Regions from separate parts of the Gossypium arboreum genome. Here region 2 is linked to region 1. A link is a contact called in public Hi-C data. All regions are on one chromosome and are shown on one strand. The core of a region is the stretch at or near the end of the contact, and the rest is flanking DNA. Distances in the headings are between cores, read along the strand shown.

The links. Hi-C and Micro-C count contacts between places; a contact is called where the count stands out from the background.
Region 2: a Hi-C map of leaf shows a contact between it and region 1, with 1.9 times the contacts expected there. The contact joins the promoter of LOC108480194 here to the enhancer-like site in region 1. A contact is called at or near these places in 2 of 5 Hi-C or Micro-C datasets (both in leaf).

Annotation. Positions count from the first base shown.
Region 1 is chr5:81,058,383-81,065,175 of ASM2569848v2, forward strand. It overlaps LOC128293284 (a long non-coding RNA gene), which reads right to left. Exons shown (of 3, transcript XR_008283456.1): 1 at 6,770-6,793; 2 at 6,380-6,681; 3 at 4,623-5,111. Among protein-coding and RNA genes, the nearest start is that of LOC128293284, 3.6 kb to the right of the region's middle. Within about 2 kb of position 2,704, at least 1 of the 2 cell types and tissues checked has an H3K27ac peak or open chromatin away from gene starts, as enhancers often do. A contact at or near this core is called in leaf, where this site is marked.
Region 2 is chr5:81,136,249-81,143,041 of ASM2569848v2, forward strand. LOC108480194 (probable LRR receptor-like serine/threonine-protein kinase At1g53440) reads left to right here and starts at 2,736. Exons shown (of 24, transcript XM_017783098.2): 1 at 2,736-3,495. The coding sequence starts at 3,381.

The DNA.
Region 1 (6,793 bases), core at 1,454-3,953:
TGTTTTTTTTTTTGAAGCACCCTTTTAGGTTTTCACCTCGAACTTTTTTCTTTTTGTTTTTTGTTTTACGCATAGTACTTCTTCACAACATCAAAATTCATAGGATTAGGCTATTCTTTCCCATCCATCTTTATCAAAATCAATGCTCCTCTAGAAAAAGTCTTTTTCATCGCATATTACCCTTCCCAATTTAACATCTAGTTTCCTCTAAAGTCTTTCGTATAGGAAGGATTTCTTCAACATCAACTCTCCTTTATGGTATTCCCTCGGGTGAACTCTCTTGTCATGAGCCTTTATCTTTCGTTTCTAATATATTTTTCTATGACATATCGCTTTCAACCTCTTTTCCTCTATGATTCAATTGTTCATACCTTTTTTTGGATCCATTCGAATTCTTCCTATTTCAGAGTCATCAAAACCTACTAAAAATCTTTAGATTAATCAATAGCATTGCTTTCCATTCCATATGCCAAGGAAAATGGTTCTGCTCCTATAGAAGTTTGCATAGAGGTATGATATTCATAAAATGTGAAAGGTAATTTCTTGCGCCAATCTTTATAGGTTTTAGCCATCTTCTCAACAATTCTCTTAATGTTCTTGTTGGTTACTTCAATTGCTCCGTTCATCTTTGGATGGCATGGTGCTGAATTATAGTTCTTGATCTTAAATTGTGCACATATTTTTGTAACACCCTTCACTCATCCCAATGACCGGTATGGATTTGAGATGCTACAATGACATTTTCAAGCTTATACGAAATTAAACTATTATGAAAATGGCCCTTTTCATGACATATTCTTGTTCTTTAAAAGAAACTAACCACATTTAGAAGATTTAGAGATAAATTGAAATCGTTTTTAAGCCATCAAATACTAATGGGGACAATTAGTCTCAAGTACATTTCACAGTGAAAGTCTCAAAACCATTTATGAAATCAAAATTGAAGACAATTTAATAAAATCATAAAATTTAGATAAAATTAGTTTGAAGCTTACGAACCATTTTAAAATCATTTAGAAACATTTTGAGGGTAATTGGAGGTGTTTGGGGTCAATTCTAACCCACCAAAAGTCAAAACAAGTCAAAACAATGCAATATGGGATAATGTGGTGCATGATCTTGTGGCATTATATAATATTGCAACGTTGTATTACATGATGTTGTGACATCACTCTTTGCATTCCCAATGTTGCAACATTGAGAGGGATGATGTTGTAACATTGCTCTCTATATGCTCAATGTTGTGATGTTGCAAGGGATGAGGTTGCAACATTGTAGCAGAGCAACTCAAAGCACTTTAAACTAAATTGAAACATCAAAATGTATCATTAAGCTGAAAAACATTTCAAACCACATTCAAATGACATATAAGATTCACATTCATTCCAAAAATGAACTCAAAGTAATTGAGAGCCATTACAAATAATAAATTTAAATAAATCCTTCACATTAAATTATAAACACTTTGTACAAATCTCTAATAGGTTCAAGCCCTTATGAACTTGCCATTCCAATGACACATCATGGAACATTGCCATAGGTTAAACCTTCTTTAGTCATTGAGTGGTGATGTGATGCGTCCAAGTTGCAAACTCAATCCTCTTAGAAAGATTTTATTTATGTGTTTAAATAATTAATTCAATATGCTTGGAGAGTTTAGTAAGTACTTAAGGATTATATTAGCTTGACTTTGGTGGATGAAGATTTTCTACTTGTTTTTGGTGGGAAAGTAAAAGGTATAGGTCAAACTTCGGTTAAAATTTTGGATTGAAAGGAAGAACAATTGAGAAAAGTCTCTTTTTCTCCTATAATGGGGTTCTCACATTTCTCTTTTCTTTTCTTTTAAAACCCCTTACGCTTGGTGTAAGTTAAGGTCAAAGTCTCATTAAAATTAAATGTATGATTCACTTTTAACCACCGTATAAGAATCTAATCTAATGACTTCAAATTATTCCTAGTAATTTAATATTTCCAAACATAATTTTAATATAACTTTTAAATAAAATGATTAAAATGTATTTTAACTTCCTTTTTTACTCCATTCATGACACCTAATACCTCCAAAATCCCCATAGTTGTACTTATAATTACTATTTGTTAATTCGTGCATAAATTTGCATTTAAAATCTTTCTCGAGAAAAATGAAAATTTTATGATTTACTCCTTAAAATTTAGTTCAAAACTCCCTTTTCTTCGAGCTTACTCACTTTTCTGATCCCATGACACTTTATTACTGCTATTTAACTCAGCTCTTCATTACTAGGGAATTTTCACTTTATGTTCTTGTACTTTTAAAAGTTTATAATTTGGTCCCAAAAGTGACTTCCATCATAACTTTTTAAGAATTTCAAAATTCGAATGAAATTAAAACATGCATAGACTAAGAATGTAATTAGAATGTAATTAGAATGTAATTAGAATCTAACTTCTTCTTCTTTCTCCGACAGTGAGAACCCAACGTTCTCTAATTTTCAGCGGCGGTGCACGGTGGCTATTACAAAAAAATACCTTTCATTTTTTTCTTTTTATTCAAAATCTCTTCTTCTTTCTCTTAAAACCGATTTTTTTTTCCTTTCAAATCAGTATCTCTTGAATAAAAAAAATCAAAACATTTCCTTTTTCTTTGTTTTATTCAAAAGCTTTGACCTTCTCATCTGGCATGTGCGGGACAAGCTTCTAGGGCTTCAAAACCCTAACCTGAACTCTCATAAAAGATGGGTCTCTAGGGCTTTGGACCAATCAAGCTTGACCTACGCTTGGACTTCCACTTAAACTCAACTTAGCCATGGACCCAAATTTGGACCTTCAACTTGACTTGATTTTAACTTAGACTTTATTGATTTTTTAAAACAAATCCCAAAACCTAAAATGTTTTTGTGTTTAAAAATGAAAACATAAATTATAAAAATAAAAATGATTTTTTTATTGTTTAAGGGTGCAAAAAAATCTTAAAATTTTTTAAAAAGGTAACGAAGTTCCTGTTTATTTTACTCATTTTAGTACTTAAAATTTTAAAATACATTAAAAAGTCTTCAAATCTTTTCAAAAAAAGTAATTAAGCCTCTAATTTTTTTGCATTCAATTAGGTATTTGAACTTTCAAAATGCATCAAAAGACCTTCAAGCTTTTTAAAAAAAACAATTAAGCAATTGCTTTTATTAAAATTAGAAAAAATATAGAAATTTAAAAATTATAAAATTTTATAAAGTCGTAAGAAAATTATATAAAATGTAAAGAAATATAAATTTTGTAAAAAATTTATAAAAATTATTGTACCCAAAGATGAATTTTATAATTTTTCTATAACTTTTATTAATTTTATTTTTATCATTTTTACCGCATGTAGCGTTGTGTTGCAACATGTGATGTCTTTAATTGAGAAATACTAGGGTTGTTAATTTTTATGATTTTTATTAAAATTTAATAAAATTTTTAAAATTTATTGTTGTTTATACTTTTTTTTCTAATTTTAATAAGAGCATGTATTTAATTACTTTTTGAAAGATTTTGAGAGTCTTTTTGATGTATTTTGAAAGTTTAAATACCCAATTGAGTGAAAAAAAGAGGGGGTTTAATTGCTTTTTTGGAAGAAGTTTGAGAGCTTTTTTTTATGCATTTTGAAAGTTCAAGTGCTCAATTGAATGAAAAAAAAAGAATTAATTTTTTTTAAAAGTTTAAAAGGCTTTTTATACCTTTAAGCCTTTATTTATAAATAAAGTTTTCTAATTTTCTATTTTTTAAATGAATTTGAGTTAGAGTTAATTTAAATTCAGTGGACCAATTTAAATAAAGTCTAACTCCTTCAAAATTTAAGCAAAATCTAATTCAATTCCTGTAAAATTGTGAAAACAATTTAATTTAGGCTCCGTTTGTTTGCCAGTAAAATGTTTTCCGAAAAATGATTTCTAGAAAATGATTTACTTTTCTGGTGTTTGGATGAGTCTGTTTAAAATATTTTCAGAAAAAGTTGTTTTTACATATATTAATAAATTTATATTTTAAATTGTTTTTACTTATATTGCAATGATTTATTTATAAATAAATAAATCAAATTAAATATATAATAATACTCAATTATTAAGCTAGAATATTAACCGTCATAAATTGAAAATAACCAAAATCAAATAAATTATTTCTAATTGTGTTATAAAATAATAAAAACAAGGATTTAATAATTATAGAAATTAATACTAGAAACCAATATATATAAAACCCTTAATTTTATTAAAATACTCATGTCATATATATATATATATATATATATATATATATATTAATATGTACAGACTCGTGCATGGGATAAACTCTTCAAATACATGGTTCAACATAAGTGTTAGAACATGAATCTTGCAAGAAAAATGACTAAACTCCATAAAGCAATGTTTCATGGAAATTATGACAACTGACCATAAAAGTTCTAATTAGAATCTTAATTCCCAAGAAGAATGTATAAGAAAATCCATTAAATCAATCTCTTCTTTTCTATTATCTTCTTAAACATATTTCATCTTTGTTTTGATCTTCAGTAGGTACCAAAATTTTGTTCCTTTATGTTCCTAAAGCTCCTGCCATTTTCTTTTAATGGCTGAAAAAAAAAAGAAAAAGAGTGCATAGAAACGGAGTTAAAACAACCAACAACAGAGAGTTGAAATTAGATAAGGAAGAGGGACATAAAAATGAAAGGAGAACCTCAATCCAGTTTCTTCATCTGTACATTTATTAACATTCAATTTGCTGACCCTAAAATCCAATTGAATTTCTCTTATGGCTCCATTAGCGAGAAGATGATGAGCAATCAACTATTTGATGCTTCCTACACTAAAAAAATAAAGAAGAAAAAGTTTCTCATCTATGTTGTGTACAACCATATTCTTGATTCCAACTTTCTGGTGAAGTCTTCATCTCTTATGAAGCCACCTTTCAAAATGCATGGAGTATCAATGACAGTTACATTAGGAATCTGATTTTTGTACCGTTCAAAGCATTGAAATCATTCCCTCTATGAGTATTTCATTTCAAAGAGATGTATTTGGCAGCAACGGTGTTTCTTTGCGTAATCACTCTGTCAAATATGGCTTTCATTTGCGTTAGCTCATCAAATATCTTCTCAACTGCAGAAATAAATTATGAAGTAATAAAGAAAACTGCATATTAAAGAAGGTTATGATAACCATGATCCTTGTTTATAGAGAAAGATTGCCTCAAATGATATTAACTCCCAATTTTCTGATAGTTTTTGTTCAAACTTCACTTGGAATGATGATTGAAGTCGTTGCCTACATTAATCAGTACCAAAAACATGTCATCTACATAAAACCATTACAATTTTGAGTCTGTGCAGATTGATCACTGCAGTTTGGAAAGGCAAAAGTGAATCTTATAGGTGTCACATAGAAAAGCCCATAATCTATTTACACGAGGAAGGCAGCAGCTTGCATCAACCTAGTGACATATGCTATTTATGCATATACGGCATAACTTTATCCAGTATTGTTAAGACAAGCACCTAGGCATTGCGCCTTAGCATCAAAAACAAAAGCACCTGAAACCCCTTCAAGCTAGGCGCATTCAGTGGGCACAAGCTCGGCACCCCTAGGCATGCACTTTTGTAAGGCAACACACACACAAAAAGGAAAAACCATTTTGAAAAGGGATCCTTCTCAATATTTGAGTATACGTCACAAGCACATGACCAAAAGAAATCATGCACACAGGCCAAGAAAATTAAAAGAAAATTTAGCTTGTTCACTAAACAAATTCGACCAACTTTCAGAGTTTATTATCATAAGTATAAATCTTAAGCTTATTATATACACAATCACATACTCATCAAGACTAATAGATATATAAAAATGCACACACAATGCTTGTTGCACCTTATTTCACTCGAGCAAAAGTGTTTTTCTTTAGCACTTCATGCCTTAGTCAATACAAGGGTTTGAACGCGTTAGTCAATACAAGGGTTCGAACGCGTAGAGTGCACGCCTTGCCCTTAACAAAACGATCTTTGCCATCCATCAATTTGTAAAACCAATCAAACATGGATACTATTAACATAGTTCTCTATGTTTTAAGCTAAAAGCCAATACTTTCTTCCTTATACACACACAGAAACAATCAACCTTCAAACAAAAGACCAACATTCAAAAACATCTAATTACATCAAAAACATAAGCTTGGAATGAATTAGTACTCGTTATTCAAATAAAGGTCATCATCTTTCTCTCTTTTTTTTTTCTTTTTTTTTTGAATTTAACGATGAGAATTCAAAATCAACAGATGAACAAGGAAAACTTTGAAGAATCAAATTTATTTTACAAAATTCTCAATTATTTACTCCATTTCAAAGAAATCAAATGCGGGAAAATCGAATCCGAACCTGTAAATATAAAAAATGAGCTCTCTGTAGAAGATGTCTGGGAACTCCTCTCTCAAGGTCCGAATAGCGTAACCCATATTCATGTAATAATCCTACTTCTCCTCTTCCTCTTTGTCAGGCTTCGATCCTCGCTTCACCAGAGCCGAAAATTGTACGTACAAACTCAAGTTTTGGCTCAAACCCGAAACTGTACTGCTGACATCTTTAACACCGGCCCTAGCGTTGGTCCTTGACCAAACTTTCTCATCATCGTTCTTCGAAATCGCGCAACTCTTAAGGAATTTAGGGCGGGGGTAGGGTTCCTGGCAAATTTGCTAAGAGATTGAAAAAAAAAAGATAGATAGATAACAAAAATCAAAATGATCGAAGAGATAAAAATGGGTAGAGTACCTGGCAATGGCACTGATTTGCAAC
Region 2 (6,793 bases), core at 1,486-3,985, 78 kb after region 1:
AAATCTAATAATATTAACAATTTACTTTCATCAAATCAACTTAAAACCCAAATTAAATACTAAAGAGTTAATATCGTTACTCATGACACCAAATTAAATATATAATTTTATTAAATACATGTACCACTTTAAGAAACTACAAAATATCACATTAAAAAATCAATCTCAATATCAAATAATATATTAAATCTATTATACAACATTAAAATGTGTATTGAAAATTATATACATCATTATTGCCAATGAAATACGTGGGGTCAAGTGCGCTGAAACATATTATCCTCCTATTTATAAGTTAGAAAGGACTATAGACAGTTCTAGACATTGTGTCAAAAAATACATCCCAACCTATATATATATATATAATCTAAGATTTAGCGATATTTTATTATAGTTTTTTTTAACAATCTTCTTATAGATTTTGAGTATATTTGCTCTTTTTACCCAACCAATAAATAGGAGGACAATGCGTTTTAAAGCATTCAAACCTACGTTGTCCTACATTAGCAACAATGTCCATAACAATCGAGCTAAGGCACAACCATCAATTATAATGTGATGTTAGAACATACCTTAAGAGTTCACAAAAGAGTAAATGATAAATTTTAAAACTACACATGAACATTGATTTAATATGTAATTTGATATATAAATTTTAATTTGACCCAATTATACATATGTAACTCTTATAAAAATATAATTTTGATTCGATTATACACATTTAAAGAAATACATAAATCAATTAATTTTATATTAGTTTATAGGGTTTTTTTCTATAATAATACATAAAAATAATTAATAACCAGAATAATATGAAAAAATGTTACCTAAATAATTTGAACTATGCATTTGGAACCCAAAATCTATATGGTAGCAGATAATTTTGGGTTAAAATAGTTACACTAATTATGTCAAAAACGAATAGATATAATCCGAAATCGATAAACGATATATCGATTTGGGGTTGTTGGTAACGCATGAGAATGCCAAATCATCATGGTGGCTGACAATTGGCGGATGAGTGTGTAATTAACGCCAACCACCGCTCGTGACAATAAATGCCATTCCACCCCCTAACCCCATATATACCCCCTACCCTACTTCTATTCCACACGCCCATCCTTTTCTTCACTCTCAAATTCCCTCAACCCCACTCCCAAATCGGCAACCTATTTGGCTGGTCATTTCCAATAAAAAAAAAATCAAAATTACTCCTCAATACTCAAAACCCTAAACCTAAATCACTTTTAAAACCCTAAAACCACATAAAAATCATTTTTCCTTTTACAATCCAAAATAAATGATTTTTATAATTATAATTATTTTAAATATAATTTAGTAGTTGACATATTTGGTTTGAAATAAATTGAATCGATAAGATAAGTGCTTCTCCAACTAATATAATTTATTTTTATTAAATTATATGTTTATTGTTATTTGAAAAATAAATTGCATGTTATTAATAAATGCGGTTATTATAAGTATTATAATAATTAGTGAATAATGTAGAAATTATGTTATTATTTGTTTGATTGAAATAAATATTGTTATATGTACATGTAGTAAACATGAGATAATATTCTACAAACAAATTTTATTAGCATATAAATTTTCATTTTTTTAAAATTATGGAAATATTAGTTTAGGTTTCATGTTAAGTAAATAATTGTGATATAGAAAATTTGTAAATTTAAGTAATTTTGATTTCTAAATATTTATGTAATTATTGTATGTAGTATTTTTTTATTGAATTCGGTATTATGATATAAGTGTGTGTTTAGGGTTTGAAACATTTATTTCTAAAGTTTAGGTTATGGCATTGATATGATTGCCTCACGTGTTTGATGATATGGAAAATTCGGATAAATTTAATTTAATAGTTATAAGATTTTAAAAACAAATTTATAATTTGCATTGAATTATTGACTAAATAAATTGGCAGTTAGTTGTTGGTATCCCCATAATTGGGACATGACCAAATTCATGAATATTTGGATGTTGTTGGATTCGAAAATGTCTTAAACATGAGGCCCTGCACAATTTGCCCAGAGTTAATTGTTGCGTTGTTGGAACGATAACAACCGAGGATGCATACTTTTTCACTTATCATGTGGGGAGTATACCCATTGATGATTGGTCGTAGTAGGGGAGACGACACCTACCATGACTTTTGTTTCCAAGACATATATCATATATTTTAGGTAAATAATTTTCTTTTTGTTGGAAAAAAAATTAAATCTATTACTAAAATTTTATTATTACCAAATATTTGTTGGTCGGTTTTCGATACTTGGAAACTTTAACTTATCTTCTCTAAGTAGAATTATCTTTTAAGAAATTTGCCAACTTTATTAACTCATTGTTTTTTTCTTCTTCTCTTGATTAACTGTTTTTTTTTCCCACTTGGAAGCTTAACAAGAATTGGCTTCCTAAAAAGTTGGAGATTTTTAAATATTTCTATCTACGATAGGTTTGAGATTTTGGACCTCAATTCATGTCAAACGGTAGAAGATTACCTCGAAAGCCTAAGGGTAGGTTTGGAGGAGCGGTGCGGTGCGGTGCGGTGTGTTTAGCTTACTTTTTGTCTCACGCTACAGTATCGCTACAGTATCTAATCTCACTGCCACTGCTGTTTTTACACTAACCACAGGTAAATGTACCGCCTATTAAAACTCACCCTAAATCAACATGTTAGCTGTGGATTTACCAGCAAAGATTGTTTACTACACCTGAGAACCCCAATATTGATTACCGATTTGGGGTTTCGAAGATTCCTTATCTGTTTAGGACATAATCACTGTCACTGCTTCAACCCCAAATCAACAGTCGTCCTCTCCATTTGGGATTTTTATGCACACTTTATATTATTTACATAATTTTTTTGGAATAATAATTATTTCGGGAAAAAGAAGCCCGGTTTATATATAGATATTGTAGGTACTGTATAATATTGATTTTGACTCTTCTAAGTACTAAATGCCGGCAACCGCCACCAAAGTCAAAGCGTGTGGCAGCGCCCGCTGCTGTAGAAAGCCTTAAACGGCGGCTCCTCCCCTGTCTCCATTTGATTCCTCAACTCATATATTTCTCACTCATTCCTGCGTCATTTTCTTTTCTTTTACATTAAAAAAGAAAAACCAGAAACCAAAGACAAAAATCTTCACACAAAAAAATCACACATTAATTCCTTTCCTTACGTTTGCTATTCTGTCAATAAAAACGACGTCTATTATATCATAACTTTATAACCATAACAACTACTCCACTTCGATTCCTCAGAAAGAAATCAACACTGTTCAAACAAAATCAAAGATACATTTGAGTTTTTTTCTTTTGGTTTTTAGAAGAAGAGAAAATTTGGGGTGTGGAAGAAGAGAAAAATGGGGTTTGTTTTCTCCCTATTTAAGATGGTCTCTGTTCTTTTTCTGGGTTTTTTGGCTTTGAATTGCTTCACGGAGTTTGGGTCAAATGCTCAAGTTTTGCCTGATAGTGAAGGTATGCATACTCTCTCTATAATTTATTCTTTATTTTGTTTTTTTGCTTTTGTTGTTGTTGTTTTTTTTTCTCTTTTTGAAGTGAGTGTTTAAGTTAGTATTACTCTGTTTGGTTCCTAAGATTTCAAAGGAAAAAAACAGAGCATGTGAAGAAAATATACCTTCATTCTTCTCTTTAAGTTTCAAGTTTCTGGGGTTCCAAATTTGTCGTTTTGTTTTAAAAAAGAATGCTATTGTTCTGGATATAACTTAACAATTTTTGCTGCAAAATTTGAAGTTTTACTGAATTTGTAGCACAAATCTTTAATAAAAATGTCACACTACGATGCAAAGCTTTGTATTTTTTTGGATAGTGATGGTTTAGTTTGTTTGTTCATAGATGATACATGGTTACATAACTCTGTTTGGTTGCTAGGAAAATTCTAGTGAAAGAAACAATTATAATTCATCTTAAGTATTGTTTGGTTGATGAGAAAATATGGGATACATGAATAGAAGAAACTATTGGAATATTTCAAAGGAGTTCATTGTGCGACTTTGTTTTTGTTTTCTCTTGCTACTTCTCTGTTTGGTTGCTGGGAAAATAAATAAATGTTTAAAGACAATGTTATATCCTTTATCCAGCATTTACTTTATCTTGTTGTTTCTACCAGTTTTTGATTGAAAGAAATATTTTCTCAGCAAACAAACAAATGATAACTATAATTATTATTTTTAATTATTTATCATTTGGATTGCCTATTTTCTTGGACCAAATCAACTGGTTTTAGATTTTTTTAAAAATCTATTTTTAAAGCTTTTGAATATGTTGCTTTCATTTCCTCAAAAATTTTATAATTATCAATTTAGAAAAGGAATTTCTGTTTCAAATCCATAGATATTCTTATTTTTTTAATTTGCATTAATACTTTTTAGTCCTCTAATTTTACAAAAAAAAATCACCCAAAAATATATGGAAAAGTTATGTTAATTTTTACGTTAATTTTTACTGATATGGCATACATCCATAATTAATTAATTTTTAAAATTTTAAAATTAAAATTATTAAAACCATAAAAATATAAAAATATTTTTTAATTCTTAAAATCAATTAATTGTTAACGTGCAACAAAGTTAACAAACGTCAATTTTCATTCATTTTAGGGTAATTTGATAAACAATACAAGTTTAAAGACTAACAAAGACGATAAATTAAATAAAAAACTAAAATAACTTATTTTTATAAAGTTGAAGGGCCAAAAAAATAATTATAACTTTTTTAATTCAACTTTGATTGCTTGATGTAGTAAAATGGTCCCAATCCTTGGCCTACAATTTGGACATTATCCCTATTTGCCTTCCATTGTTTGTACAAATTGATATAGTAAATTGGCCTACAATTTGGATATTTTCCCTATTTGCCTTCCATTATTTCTACAATTTGGATGCAAGTAGTTTATGTGAATATTGAACACTTAGTTTAAGAAAGTCAGAGCCATAGGATGGTTTCAGTCAATGGTTAAATTACATATGATGGGCTAATTATTATACTATAATGTTTCATATGCTTAAACTATAAATTATTGTTTGATGGGACTATTAACTTTTTTGTGGTGAATGTACTCGAAAGGTCTCTCTATTATAAGGATTTGATCAAATTAGTACCTCTATTATTAAATAGATTTCGTTAATCCTTGTACTATTAAAAAGAATAAAATAGAACTAAATTGGAATGGAGTTAGCATTTACTAAATAAAAATGTCATACAATTTAATAAAATTAATATATTTGAAGTTTTATAGTTTTGTAAATGAAATCTTTTATACAGTAAATGTTAAGATTTGGGCTTATTTTTTTTAATAGTATAAGGATTAAATCGATTCATTTAATGATAAAAGGACTAATTTGATACAATTCCTATATAGGGACTTCCCAAATTACCTTAACCCTTCTTTTGCCAGTATATATTTATCTGTTTTCATGCTGCATTTTAATAATCATAATATATCCTTAATTAATATTTAAAAATATTTTGACTTCTTAAATTAGATGAGATCGTAGAATACTTTGATTTTTCTTTTTGTTAAGCGGTAAAGGTGGAGTCAGATTTTGATATTCCAGGTTAAAATATGCTGTTAGTCCCTTTATTTTAAAATTTAATCCCTATATTTAAAAAGTTAAAAATTAAGTCCTCTTACTTTTCTAATTTTATAAATCTCAATCATTGTTAGTATTTTCTGTAAAAATGTGTCAACTTGGCATGCTGATTAGAATGCTCTCATATGATGTTACTTATGATTGGCAAAAAATAAACATGTTAAGTTGATAAATTTTGATAGAAATTAAAAACAATAATAATGATTTTACTAAAGGTTTTAAATTTTAAAAATAAGAGGAATAAAGAGACTAAAATTCAAATTTTAGATAAGAATAGGGACTAATAGCATATTTTAACTTTAAATACGTAAACAATTTTGACACTAAAATGAGAAAAATCAAAATCCCAGAGTGACTAATAGTGCAAATAGGGTCAAATTAGAATTATTTTGGAGGGTCAAATGAGGTGAGCCATCAATCATTAGGCTTAGGTAGTACTTTTCAAGGTTATTACAATCTCATTTATTTCACACGTCAAATGTTTTTACAGAGCCAATGGACAAATTCCGGTATATTGATGGGAGGTTTTTTTTTTATTTATGGGATAATATAATTTTCGGTATTTATATTTATTTATTTATTTAGATATATAAATTTAATAATTAGATTTATTTTGCTTCCGAACATGATTAAAATGATAGGTTAGACTAATTAGATCGAGAATTTATTAGTATGCCCAAATAAAAAGATTGAATTGAAAACTGCTTGAAATCGATAAAAATTGAAAACTCGAATAAAAATTAGTATTTGAACAGTTTGAACTAATCTAATGAAAAAAATTATTTTTATTTAATTTTTATGATTTTTTAATTAAATTGACCTAAACGATTGGTTCGAGAATCAATCGTCTGATCGGTTCAACCATTGGTTCAATTAATAGAACAATGTATATGACAAACAATTTAAGATTGTATTATATCATCACTTGAAAATTTATATAATTTTAAGATCTTAAAGTGTCATGTGATCAAACTTTTATATTTTTCAAGTTAAATGACCAAAATGAATTTAGTTTTTAAGTTCAAGTACCAAAAGTAAATGAAAATACCAAAGTGAACCTAGTTTGTTAAGTTCAGGGGCCAAAAGTTATATTATTATCTTTATTTATATTAATATTTAATGGCACATGATAAAATATTTTTATTATTTTAATTAATTTTTAA